Regions from separate parts of the Mus musculus genome. Here region 1 is linked to region 2. A link is a contact called in public Micro-C data. All regions are on one chromosome and are shown on one strand. Each heading gives the region's core, a stretch centred on a gene start, on an enhancer-like site or on the middle of the called end of the contact. The rest is flanking DNA. Distances are from core to core; before and after follow the strand shown. Region 1 has its middle 100 kb from the start of Etaa1. Region 2 has its middle 140 kb from the start of Gm31268.

Region 1 (5,612 bases), core at 2,036-4,535, 390 kb before region 2:
CTCGTAATTGTAACACACAGGCCAGGGAGCTCGCAAGTACAGAGTCCATGGCTTTACGTGTAGCTATGGAAGGTGCTGACAAGGGGGTCCCCATGTATGTCAGTGGCCTGGATATTGAGAAACACTGAAGAAGATCATGCATGAGTCCTTAAGCAAAAGTGCTCTCCTGGGCTCGAATCAGTGTGATTAAATCCAGGAGCACCCTTTCTTATACTCTCCTTGCATTCAAGACACAGTAAAGATATTCAAGTACATTGGCTTACACAGAAAGATTCTAAAGTGTAGAGAGAAGTTCCTTGCTCAAAATCCTGACATGGAAATGGACAGTTTACCAAGAAATCCAGGCTCTCATGCAAAGCAGTAGAAGACTTCAGTAGATGCCTTTTTGCTCTGGACTCTGCCGTCATAAGCATTTGCTAAACTAATAAATGAACAAGGTAAAAAAAAAAAAGATAGTGGCTGCCAACTTTGGCCCCTTTTGCTTTTCTCTTTCTGTTTTGAGTTTGTCTTTGTTGTTCCCCTTGAGGCACTATCTGAAGCAACTCTTTGGTAGCTACCTCCTCACTAGTTGGTATCCTTCTAGGAGTGTGCCAACAATCCTTTAATTTCTTTTTATTTCTATTTTTTTCTGAGGTACGTTTGTGTTCGGAAGTTTGTGTCTGTGTGCATGTGTTGGTCCCAGGCTGATGTCAGGAGCGTTCCTGTTCCCTAATCCCTTTCCAAGTTATTTGTTAGGCAGGCTCTCTCAATGGGATGCAGAGCTTGCCAGAACAGCTAGCCTGGTTAACATGCTTGCTCTGGGGGTTTGCCCATGTTTGCCTTTCAAATGTTGCAACTACAGGCAGGCCACTGTGCCCATAGTGGCATTTACCTATGTTTGGGATCTGAACTCCAGTCCTCATGCTTGCACAGACGCATCACACACGTTATCTGCAAGCACTTTATCCATCTCCTCAACTCTTCCATTCGTTCCTTTGTCTGACCGTGACACGAGGATTTGCTAATGTATCAACAAACGGAAGCTAGCACATTTGTAGGCACAGTTGCCGTATAGGTGGGACCCCACTGCCCCTCCATTCTGCTTTTTAGTGATGTAAGCACAGCCCATCAAAGTCCCCACTTGGACCCAGCAGACACCCAAAGGAAGGCCAGACAGCAAGCAGCACAGGCCAAACAGAATCTTTGGCTGACATGTTGTTTTTGAGTCAGTGCTTTCTGTAAGTGGTGGCCAACTTGACGTACTGAAGGCCTGTTTGGTTGACAGGAACATTGATAAAATGAAAGCAATTCAAAAAACGGTCTTGTAGGGGTTGGCTGAGAGCAAGGACATTCAATTTTTTTTATCTATCCTAAAAGACAACCGCAGTGTTTTCTTCACAGCAAGATGGGAAGATAAAAGTAGCTTTTTCAACTCTTAGAGCATCAGATTCTCATAATGTCTCACAGCAACACCCAAGTGGGAAGGAAACTCATCCTCCTCGTGCCCCAGGCAGGACTTGTTCAGAAGACCGCACGGAAGCTCCGGAGTTATTTGGTTAATTAGACAATTTGGTAACAATTAATCATTCAATTTGACTAATATACACATTTTTCAAAATACCAAGAAAATGTCAAGTCTCCATTCTATGCTTATGTTTGCTTCTCTCTCTCTCTCTCTCTCTCTCTCTCTCTCTCTCTCTCTCTCTCTCTCTCTCTCTGTGTGTGTGTGTGTGTGTGTGTGTGTGTTTGTAGAAGGATGAGTTACAGAACAGATTTGCCTAAGGTCATATAATAGTTCCTTGCTATTTCCTTTATTGTTTTCCCTCAAATCCTCTTTTTGTAGTAAGCCAAGGAAGGGAAATGACGCTGGCTTCCAAATTTCATTATGAAACCTTCCATTTAAAACAAAATGTATTGCATATTATAATTGCTACCAGAACCCATGAGGGCAGTGGTTTTCAACCTTGTAAGAACTGTGGGATTGCTCTTAAATGTGGCTGACTTCAAGGAGCCCACAGTCCTTTAACCAGGCTATGGAGAACAGGATACTTTCAAAAAATAGTTACATGGTGAAAAGCATAAACACATTTTTTGGTTAATAAAATGCACATAATTTTCTTAACCAAAAATTATGATAATGGTTTTGTCTTATAATAGTAAAGTGCTCTATTTTTCCGAAAGTCCAAGTTTGAGCTTGTGTACACAAAACTGTTTGGAAAAAGAGAAACACAATCACTAATTAGAATCTGTTTCTTCTTCTGAACGAGCTGTTGAACTGTTAAGTTTTTTCTTCAAGTTGCTGTTTTTAAAAGCTGCTTTCAAAAGGAACAGTAAACACAGTTCATATCCCTTTCAATAGGTGTAAAGAGAGCCTGTGAATTTCCACTAAGACAATGATAATGACACCAGACAGGCACCCAGGCCATTCTGAGTGCCAATTACTTAACAGCCATTGATTTGTAGAAGCCTACTGGGAGAGGCAGAAATTATATCTTCTTTGCAAAGAAGAAGTTGGAGTCAGCAAGGTCAGGGACTTACCCAAGTTCACCTTCATTGAGCAAGAGAAAGGGCTGAAGGGCCAAGCCCCAAGTGGTCCTCCATGTGGCACTCTATGTGGAAAAACCATTGTTTTCTGAGTCATATCGAAGTTCTGAGCCTCTTACAAGTCCTCTGCCCCACTACTAGTAATTCAACAAAGATACTTGGAAAATGTGATTTTAAAACGTTGAATTCTCCAGTAAATTAAATTCAAACTCCGTTTTATCCATTCCCCCCTGCCCCCCACCTCCTGAAACTTGTAGAAAGTAACTCTGTAAGGAATTGGGATCCAGCTCTTTGAACTTTAACTACTCCCAGGACCATGATCAGCAGGACAAAGGGGAAAAAACATGCTCAGCAAAGGAAGAAAATTGGTCAGTTTTCTCTAGGCCTGCTAGCTTTCCTTAGTATTCAAGGAAGGCAGGTTCTATATACACAGAAAAGTGAGGGCATTGTTTTGAAACTGTTTCAAGTCTAGCAGTTGAAACCCGGAGATCTCTGTTACCAAAGATAATGTAGGTGCGACTAATACTTTCCGAGGTACCTGGGCTTTATGCATGAATTGAGCATGCTCTGATGGCTTGGACTCAATCCCTGTGACCAGCAACAGTCAACAAAAGACAAAGGGAAGCAATTTAACCAAGGTTAACCCATGGAATCCTTTGCTTGGCAACGAGACGATTCCTTTGTTGGATTGGTCATTCTGCCATTAGCTTTTCTGTAAACCCCTTCAGTCTGGCTGTGACCTTGTAACTGACCTCTCCTCTCACCACGGCCTTCACAAGTAACTCATCCGAAGGCTTAATGGGAGGCAGAAAAATCTAGAGCCCTCCTCAGGAGCTCCAAAAACGTAGTTCCACCAGACTCACTCCATTTGCAACGTGATGGTCCCAGGGGCATCCTTGTTTTTCTAAAATATTTTCCTTTTATTTATATAAACTTGAAAATGTTTACAACAATTCCCAAACCTGTTTCATGATTTTCCCTGGATTGCCACACTGAAAACATTTTCCATACACCTTCAAAGACTGGACTAAAAAAAAAATTTTTTTTTTATCTTAATTTGACTTTTCTTTCACATTACTAGGGAGTGGAACCAGTTTCCATAATTAGAGGAGGCATATTGACCCATCAATTACTCTGACTGTTGGTTCCATTAATGTGCATGTGAAAGGTGTTTTTCAAACTGCACCAAGTAAATGTGAGAATTTTTATCAGAGGCAAAATATTTACTACGTGACTAGTTATTGGATGAATTTTTAAAATAAAATAAAAGTTTCTTTTAAAAAATCTCCTTTTCAATTTTCAACTATCCACATACCCCAAAGGGGGAAAAAAATCAAAAGTCAAAAAAAAAATCATACTTTAATGGATTTTTTTTTGGATTTAACAAAGGTACTTGATCTTTCCAAAAATTTTCAAACATTCATACAATCTCCCAAAACAATTCTTATGATATATGTATATATTTGCATTTACACATGCATGCATGCGAGTGAACACACCTTCAGCTCGAGCAGCAACAGCGACCTCTAGTGTGTCTTTCTAACCTGCTCACTTTACGGCTTTTATTCCCCGTCTCTTTAACCTCCAGGAGACTGCTTAAGCTTTAATTTCCAGTTCACATTTGATCTAATTTCTGTATTGACTAAACCGAGAACGTGATCTTTGGGAGATCTTTTTTGGTTCTAATAAAGTAATAAAGCAGTTATGGCTTTATTAATTAGTGTCATGACAGTACCCAAAGTTGTACCTGCACAATGCCCCCCAACGGTGGGCTTTATTTGCACGATAAACTCACCTGGGGCCGAGGAACTCTTCCTGTTCTAAGCACAAGCATCCACTCTCCAGCATGCATGCTTGCTTTAGGAAGGTTCACGTCTCCTTGATGCTCTCCAGTGGGCCTCTTTATTAAAATTAAGCGAGAAAAGGGACTGAAGAACGGCTCAGCTGTTAAGCACACTCGCTATCCCTTCAAAGGGCCTGAGTCTGATTCCCATCACCCACGTGCTGGCTCACAACCTCTGTAACTCTAGTTCTAAGGAACCTGAATGACCTCTCTTGATCTCCGTGGGACCAGGCACACACATACTAAACAGCCACATAAACAGGGAAAATATGCACACGAGACAAAAAAATACATTTGTTAAAATTAAGGGAAAATTGAAGACTCTGTCTAAGGGCCAAGACATTTTTTTTTTTAATGTTTTAGGGGTTTACCCTAGCTAGATGTACACTGCTGTAAGGAGAGTCTACAGGAACAAAGTTGTATGATGTTGACAGTTTGTATCAGCAATTCTACTCCAGGTTTCTCTTTTCAGTGTATAACAGCAATCTAATTTTCTATGGGCTCGGTCTTGGGACACAGGGCTTGGATGACCATAGTAAAATAGTCCATAGGCTTTTCCACGTCCCTCCTTTTTTTTTTTTTTTTTTTTTGAGCAAGTATTTCCTGTCTCCTTTTAGACAGAGTTCAAAGTAAAACATCCCCTCTCATCCGGTCAGACTGCATCGGATTCCCATTGGCCTTGTCTGTTTGTGGTCTGTCTGACAGAGGCAAGCTGAAAGGGGTTTTCTGTCTGCCCTATGGCAAACACTTTTAGGATGTGTGGGAAAGAGGCAGAAAAGATTTTTTTTTTAAAGTAAATGTTTCCTGTAAGTGAGGAAGATTTTCAAATTGTAGCTGCTAGAAAAGATCCTGCAGGACAGATAGGGAGATGTGAAAGGCCGAACATGACTGTCTCCTGGGATGGAGCTGGGCTTACTGGCAAGCAAGAAGCTGCATGTGGAAAACATGCTCCAATCTGTGTAAGTAAGCATGGCAGAAAAATGAGCATCATTTCAGGGTAAAAAAATAAACAAAACCTGTTGAATCAGAGCCCTGGGGAATCAGGCAGAAAGATGGATGTAGGTATGTGGTTATAGGCATGAGTAAATCTGCTTGCAATGCAGCAGCTGTGAAATACATAATAGACATTGTGTACTTACATTTTCTTGTACTTTATTGTGTATGTCTCTCTTGCCATTGTCTTATTGCCCATGAGAGTGTGTGTCTCAGTGGCAATTCTGAGATGACACCTATCAAAAGAGAGAAG
Region 2 (5,700 bases), core at 665-3,164:
GATCAAGAATTTATTGAGCAGCAGTGTGTCTGCTCTGAGCTGTGATCATCATGTCCAGCTTGGGTCCAGACATTTTCTGGGCAGTTGACACAGTTTAATTAAATGAATGGACAAACCCTGGCAAGTAAGAAAAAAAAAAAAAGAAGAAGAAGAAGAGTGACTGCCTGAGGTCATATGCTAGGAAATATGTCAATCCACAGATAAACTCCAGTAGACAGCAAACAGGGAAATAGAGAGGCTCATTTTAAATGATTTGATAGCTTTGCCTAATACTCCTTATTGTATAATCAGTCACAGAGAGATACTCCATTCCCACCCCCACTTCATCACGCCCCCCCACACACACACAGAGAGAGAGAGAGACAGAGAGACAGAGATAGAGAGAGACAGAGAGAGACAGAGAGAGATGAGAGAGAGACAGAGACCAAGAGAGAAAAGGAATGATGGGGTCAGGGGCGTGTCACTCCATTGACACAGACAGATCTGTCTAGTTTCTGAAGCATCAGCATTTCAGCATCTCCCAGCATGTGTAAAGCTATGAGAGAGTGACACTTGAGAACATGTAACCAGACAGACTTAATCACTGGAAGCAAGAACTAGAAAATCCTCAGAAATGAAGGAAGCAATTTTTCTCCCATCTCCATTTTGCTTTCTATGTGGAGGTCCTGCCTTCTCTTTCTCCTGTCATCTTCTCACTCCTCCAACACACCGCTCAATCTCAGTCCCGTTGGATGTGGCAGGAGTGAGGGAGTCGCATGACCAAGCACAGGGGTTAATTCATAGGTTTCGGTAATCTGTTGGCCTGGGCAGATTTCTCAAAGTGTGTCTACCACATTAGCACAAATGATTGCAAGGTTCAGAAATGAATATAAATTACGCATTAGCCCACAAGTAAGTACATCTTATACAAGACAAAACCATAGCAATTAGCAATGTGCTACAAAATGAAACACTCTTGTCTGTAATAATAAAAATAGGTTGAATTTGGCATACTCTCCTAAGGTCTCAGAGAGACAGTATCCGAGAACCACTTTTACACATAGATGAAATGCTTATGTGAAGGTGTTTAAAGAAGGACATGTGAGTGGTGGGATTGTTCTAGACAGACAGAAAGGGCAAAGAGGAAGTGAAAGCTAAGAAGACTACACTGTAGTGAGTGGTTGCAGTTAGAAAAGCAGTTTGTTTTCAAGTCCTTCTGGGAAACCATATGATATTGTGTGTTAAAAATCCCTAAGTATTAATAACTTTGTGGTTATCCCAATTAATATTTCTCCAAGAAAGAAATTGTGCTGTGAAAGCAATCATAAGCATCCCATGTTGCCTGAAAGAAAAAGGCAGACATGTGAATTATAGTACATCTACTTGGAAAGTTGTACATCCGTGGAAACAATGTTATAATATTGGTTATGTTATTATAACATTGTAATAATATTAGTTGTATATTATACATAGTTATAATAATGAAAAATGATTATTATAAATATTAGATGGTAGTCTGAGGAAATGCACATGAAAAAAATCCAAGCCTTCCAAAAGTAAGTTATAAAATTATGCATGTGCTATAACCAAAGTCATATTATACATATATTATAGTCAAGCTTTTGTTTCTGAAAGTTGCAAATGATGATTCCGTACAGCTGAGGATACCTGTATGAAAGAATCTCTACAGACTTCCTACGATGCGCAGTAGTATTTAATTTTTTGTTTTCATTTACATGCAACTGTTGTTTCAGCTCTTCAGCTTTCAGTCTTTCCCTAGAATGTGTCTTTTACGGGAGAAACGCAGCTTCCAGTAAGAGGCTGAAATTCCCGCCTTCCGGGAAAACCCGCAGAAACCCAAGCTCCCGGCGCTCAGTGGTGCTTCCTGGTTTCCACCCTCTGCCTCTAAGGCCATTGTGCTTGAAACTTGTTGGAGTGAAAGGAATTCCCGGAAGCCCCAAGTCAACGAAGAAAGAAGCCAGATCGCAGTAGCAGATGGTTCATCTTACAGCTTTCATTTATTTTCTTTACGTGCCAGGAGGGGGTTACATTATCGACTGGGAGGGTGACCACACCTCTCTTCTTTAGAAAATGCCTGCTTGGCACCGTGGCATTCACCCAAGAAAAGTGTCACATTCTTTTGTCCCAGAGGTCCAGAGAAAGCTCTATCAGGCGGTTTTTGTTTTTGTTGTTGGTTTAAAAAAAAAAAAAAAAAAAAAAAAAACAGTATAATTACCATAAAGAAACCCTTCTGTCTCAAAAACACAAGCTTCCCATACATGGTAAGATGAACTAGACGTTATTTCTCTGCACAGCAAAAAAAAAAAAAAAAAAAAAAAAACCTTTTGGCCCACCCTACAAGCCATTTATGGGTTTGATTAAGGCCCACGGGTGTCTCTAACTTATTTATTTAGGAAACACTGTTATTGTCTTAATGTAAACCCAGTTCAGGATCAGTTGACAGTTGGAAAGCTGCGGCAGAGGGTTTTCAAAGGCGCCTCCTTGGAAAGGGGCTCTCCATTCAGCTCCAGTTTCTGAGTCGTACTGCCAGCTCTGCTCAGAAAATAAACAAATGTTTGTTTTACAACATGGCAAAGGGGGCTCCCATTCATCGTGGGCCAGATATGAAAACAAACTTCCACGTATAAGGGCTTTTGATACACATGACTTACTTGGATGACAAGAGGCTCACTGGGGAGTGCTTAAAGCTTATTAATATTGCACAAAAGACTTTTGTTTATCATTTCCCTGGACTGCCTGGGAATCACAGATTCAAGCCGCCACCCGGCTGGTGTCCTAGCATTTTAGCTGCCTTTAACGTGTGCAGATTGTGAAAGTACTGCTGGTTTGGAGCCAAACACAAACTCTCCACCAAGCCAGGTGAAAGAACTCAGAACTGCAGGGTTCTAAGAACCAAGGTTGGGATTGAAATTAAAGAGAGAGCAGAGGGGAGAGAGCTCCCTCTACAGGTAAAAAACTAGATGCCTTGCATCTACCTGCTTGGAAACCAGTAACTTCCAGAAAATTTGGAATCCATGGCCTGTCTAAAGAGACATTTCACCTCCTATTTAAACAGTCTACGCCTACAAGCTCTACTCTTCAGACAATGATCATAATGAAAAATCCTCTCTTGAGGCATCTGTTTACTAGGAAGGTGTGCAATGAGGTATAACCGATGTCATCTCCACCTCCCCTGTAATCTAGTAACCACAAGCTACTTGTGGCTGTGCTTAAATAATGCTGGATCGATGGATACAAAAGCAAAGAGTTTAAGGGGAGGATTGTGCTGTGAAGGGTGCAAATTAGCTTTTTTTATACCTATTACATACTTAGAAGATATTTGTAATAATTGGATTAAATTTAAAAATAATTAAATCAATTTCACCTGTAGTTTTTTCCCCCATGTTTTTAATATGACTACCAAAAAATAAAATTACTTATTCATCATCTATTTCTATAAGTGTTGGCCTAGATAATTAGGGTATAGTATCATATCAGAGCTAAAGCCTGTGGGATCTTTGATTTGTGCTAGTTTAGTTGATTCCTTTTTTCTGGTGCTGGGGTTATAACCCCGAGTCAGGAAAGTGTTCAACCACTGAGCCACAGCCACAGCCACAGCCACAGCCACAGCTCACTCACATTCTCTTGCCTTAAACATGCCCTTTCCACCCACAAACTGAATTTCTGAAAGCTAAAAGGATTTTTTAAAAAGTTTTAATGCAAACATCTCTATTTAAAGTCTTATCAAAACATGAGCAAACTTGCAGTCTGTGTGTGCTGAGAAGTGTCATAAGAAAGGGCATATTTTCTCTCTATAGTTCCGATTCTCGCGGCCATGCCCTTTGCTTTTTAATTGCAAGTTACTCCAAGAGAAAGAAATTCCTTCTACTAGAATAGACTTGAAGAATTGCTTTCAGGTCACTAGACAGTAGATATTTGCTTCCTCCCTTTTTTAGCTGGCAGCCTTACCCACCTACCTAGTCAGTCTCCTTTGTGAGTGATCATTAAGATTTGTGAGATAAGCAGGATTATACGAGAAATATGTGCCTTTAGGGTTAGCCTACCTAACTCTCCACTATTAAGACCAATAGGCAACATAGCCACCTTAATTATTCCTTCGAAGAATTCTTAAAATTGTTAGTCTCCTGCTACTTCTCTTCGCTCTCCTCCTGCTCTCCTGCTTTTCACCCCTCTTCCTCCTCCACCCCCTCCTTCCTTTGCATTAGTTATGTGCCTTTTCATCTGCTAGGTAAAGAAAGAAATCTCTTTAGAATGTTTTCTATATAGATGGTATTTCATCTATTCTTTAAAACACACAAAACTTTTATAACAAAAAAAAAATAAAACAAGCAAAAAAAAAACTGTGACTACATTTGTTTATTTCCCAAAATTTATGTGTTGCATCTTAAGTGCCCATGTGAGCTGTCCTTATTTCTGGTATGAAGAGAGAAATTAGTAAAGCAGACAACAAATTTGCTCATATACAAAAGCTACATAAGCAATGAACTTCAAATGAGTAGTCTGTTTTGTGCTCCTAGAATCTTACCAACTAGTGCATTCTTTCCTGAAAGGCAATGCCAATCATTGGCAAAGGGCATGAAATAATGATATTAGGGCGAGAATTGCCCTCCACCCTACTTTATGAAGACAACCTAATGGTACCAGGAACTACCTTGGTAAACATGTTCAGATTCACCCTTCCAATGCTGCACCCACAGACCTACCCGTAAGCAGATTAGCAACATCTCTATTCAGCTTCCCTTGGCACACTGCCTCAAGTTAATGCTATTTATTTCACTTTACAAAATGTACAAAATATCTCTGAATGACACTGAAGACACAGCAAGGTAGTGATGATGCGATTATTTCTGAAACATCTCCTGTAATTTAGTCTTAAATTTTTATCAAAAGGTTACACAGTTCCATATACTACACTGATGAAGAACACAGGCAGCGTGAGCCAAGAACGTGGTTCATGTCTTTTGAACCTCTTTCATCACAGGAATCAACCAAAGGGACTTGAGATGAGCAAAGCAGATTGCAGCCACCATTTTGATATTACAGATGAAACCGCTGGTGTAAACTCCAATGAATAAGCGCTTTAGTTATAAACTGGAATGAACGTGGGCTTCTACTGAATAGCTACATAGAGCAAAAACTGAACCAATAATGAAGCCCCTCATCCTTTTGCCAAAGAAAGTAAAGAGGGGCTGCAGTTCCACCAATTGAGCCGTGTGTCTGGGCTGCAGTGCTCAGAGGCCACTATCGCAGGACAGGATATTCACTGAAGGTATTCACTGGATGCTTTTCCATCTGACCTTATTATTCTGGTATGGCTGCCAGCACCTTATAATCCCAGCACTGTATTCACCAGCAATTCTGCTGCTCATTAGCAGAAGCTGAGTCCAACTTCACTCTTGTAGGGGCTTGTGAATCAGCACGGACCAGCAGACAGTATTTCCAGGATCTAGCTGCAAAGAAACAAGGGCGGTACTCACGGGGTGGAAGGTATTTGTAGCAGTTAAAGTCTGCATTCATGTGCTGTGAGTAGAAACTGGAGAAAACAGTGGCTAATGCATCCGCTTCATTTTCCTGTGATGACGGCCAGAGGAAAGGAGCCGAGGATTCTACAGCAGTACCGTAGAACGATGCTTCCTCTATCTTTATGCTATATTACATTCTATCTTCTAGGTCACTCTGTGATCTGAGGTGTGGTCAGGC

What was found. Hi-C and Micro-C count contacts between places; a contact is called where the count stands out from the background.
Region 1: a contact with region 2 is called in a Micro-C map of embryonic stem cells, with 2.0 times the contacts expected there. The contact joins two enhancer-like sites. A contact is called at or near these places in 20 of 484 Hi-C or Micro-C datasets (the N1E-115 cell line, cerebellar granule neurons, cerebellum and 9 more), 4 of 115 datasets of contacts at active chromatin or transcription factors (embryonic stem cells and forebrain) and 2 of 9 other capture datasets (embryonic stem cells and embryonic tail).

Annotation. Positions count from the first base shown.
Region 1 is chr11:17,851,019-17,856,630 of GRCm38.p6, reverse strand. No RefSeq gene overlaps it. Among named protein-coding and RNA genes, the nearest start is that of Etaa1, 100 kb to the left of the region's middle. Within about 2 kb of position 3,285, at least 4 of the 459 cell types and tissues checked have an H3K27ac peak or open chromatin away from gene starts, as enhancers often do. A contact at or near this core is called in embryonic stem cells, where this site is marked.
Region 2 is chr11:17,457,340-17,463,039 of GRCm38.p6, reverse strand. No RefSeq gene overlaps it. Among named protein-coding and RNA genes, the nearest start is that of Gm31268, 140 kb to the right of the region's middle. Within about 2 kb of position 1,914, at least 50 of the 459 cell types and tissues checked have an H3K27ac peak or open chromatin away from gene starts, as enhancers often do. A contact at or near this core is called in embryonic stem cells, where this site is marked.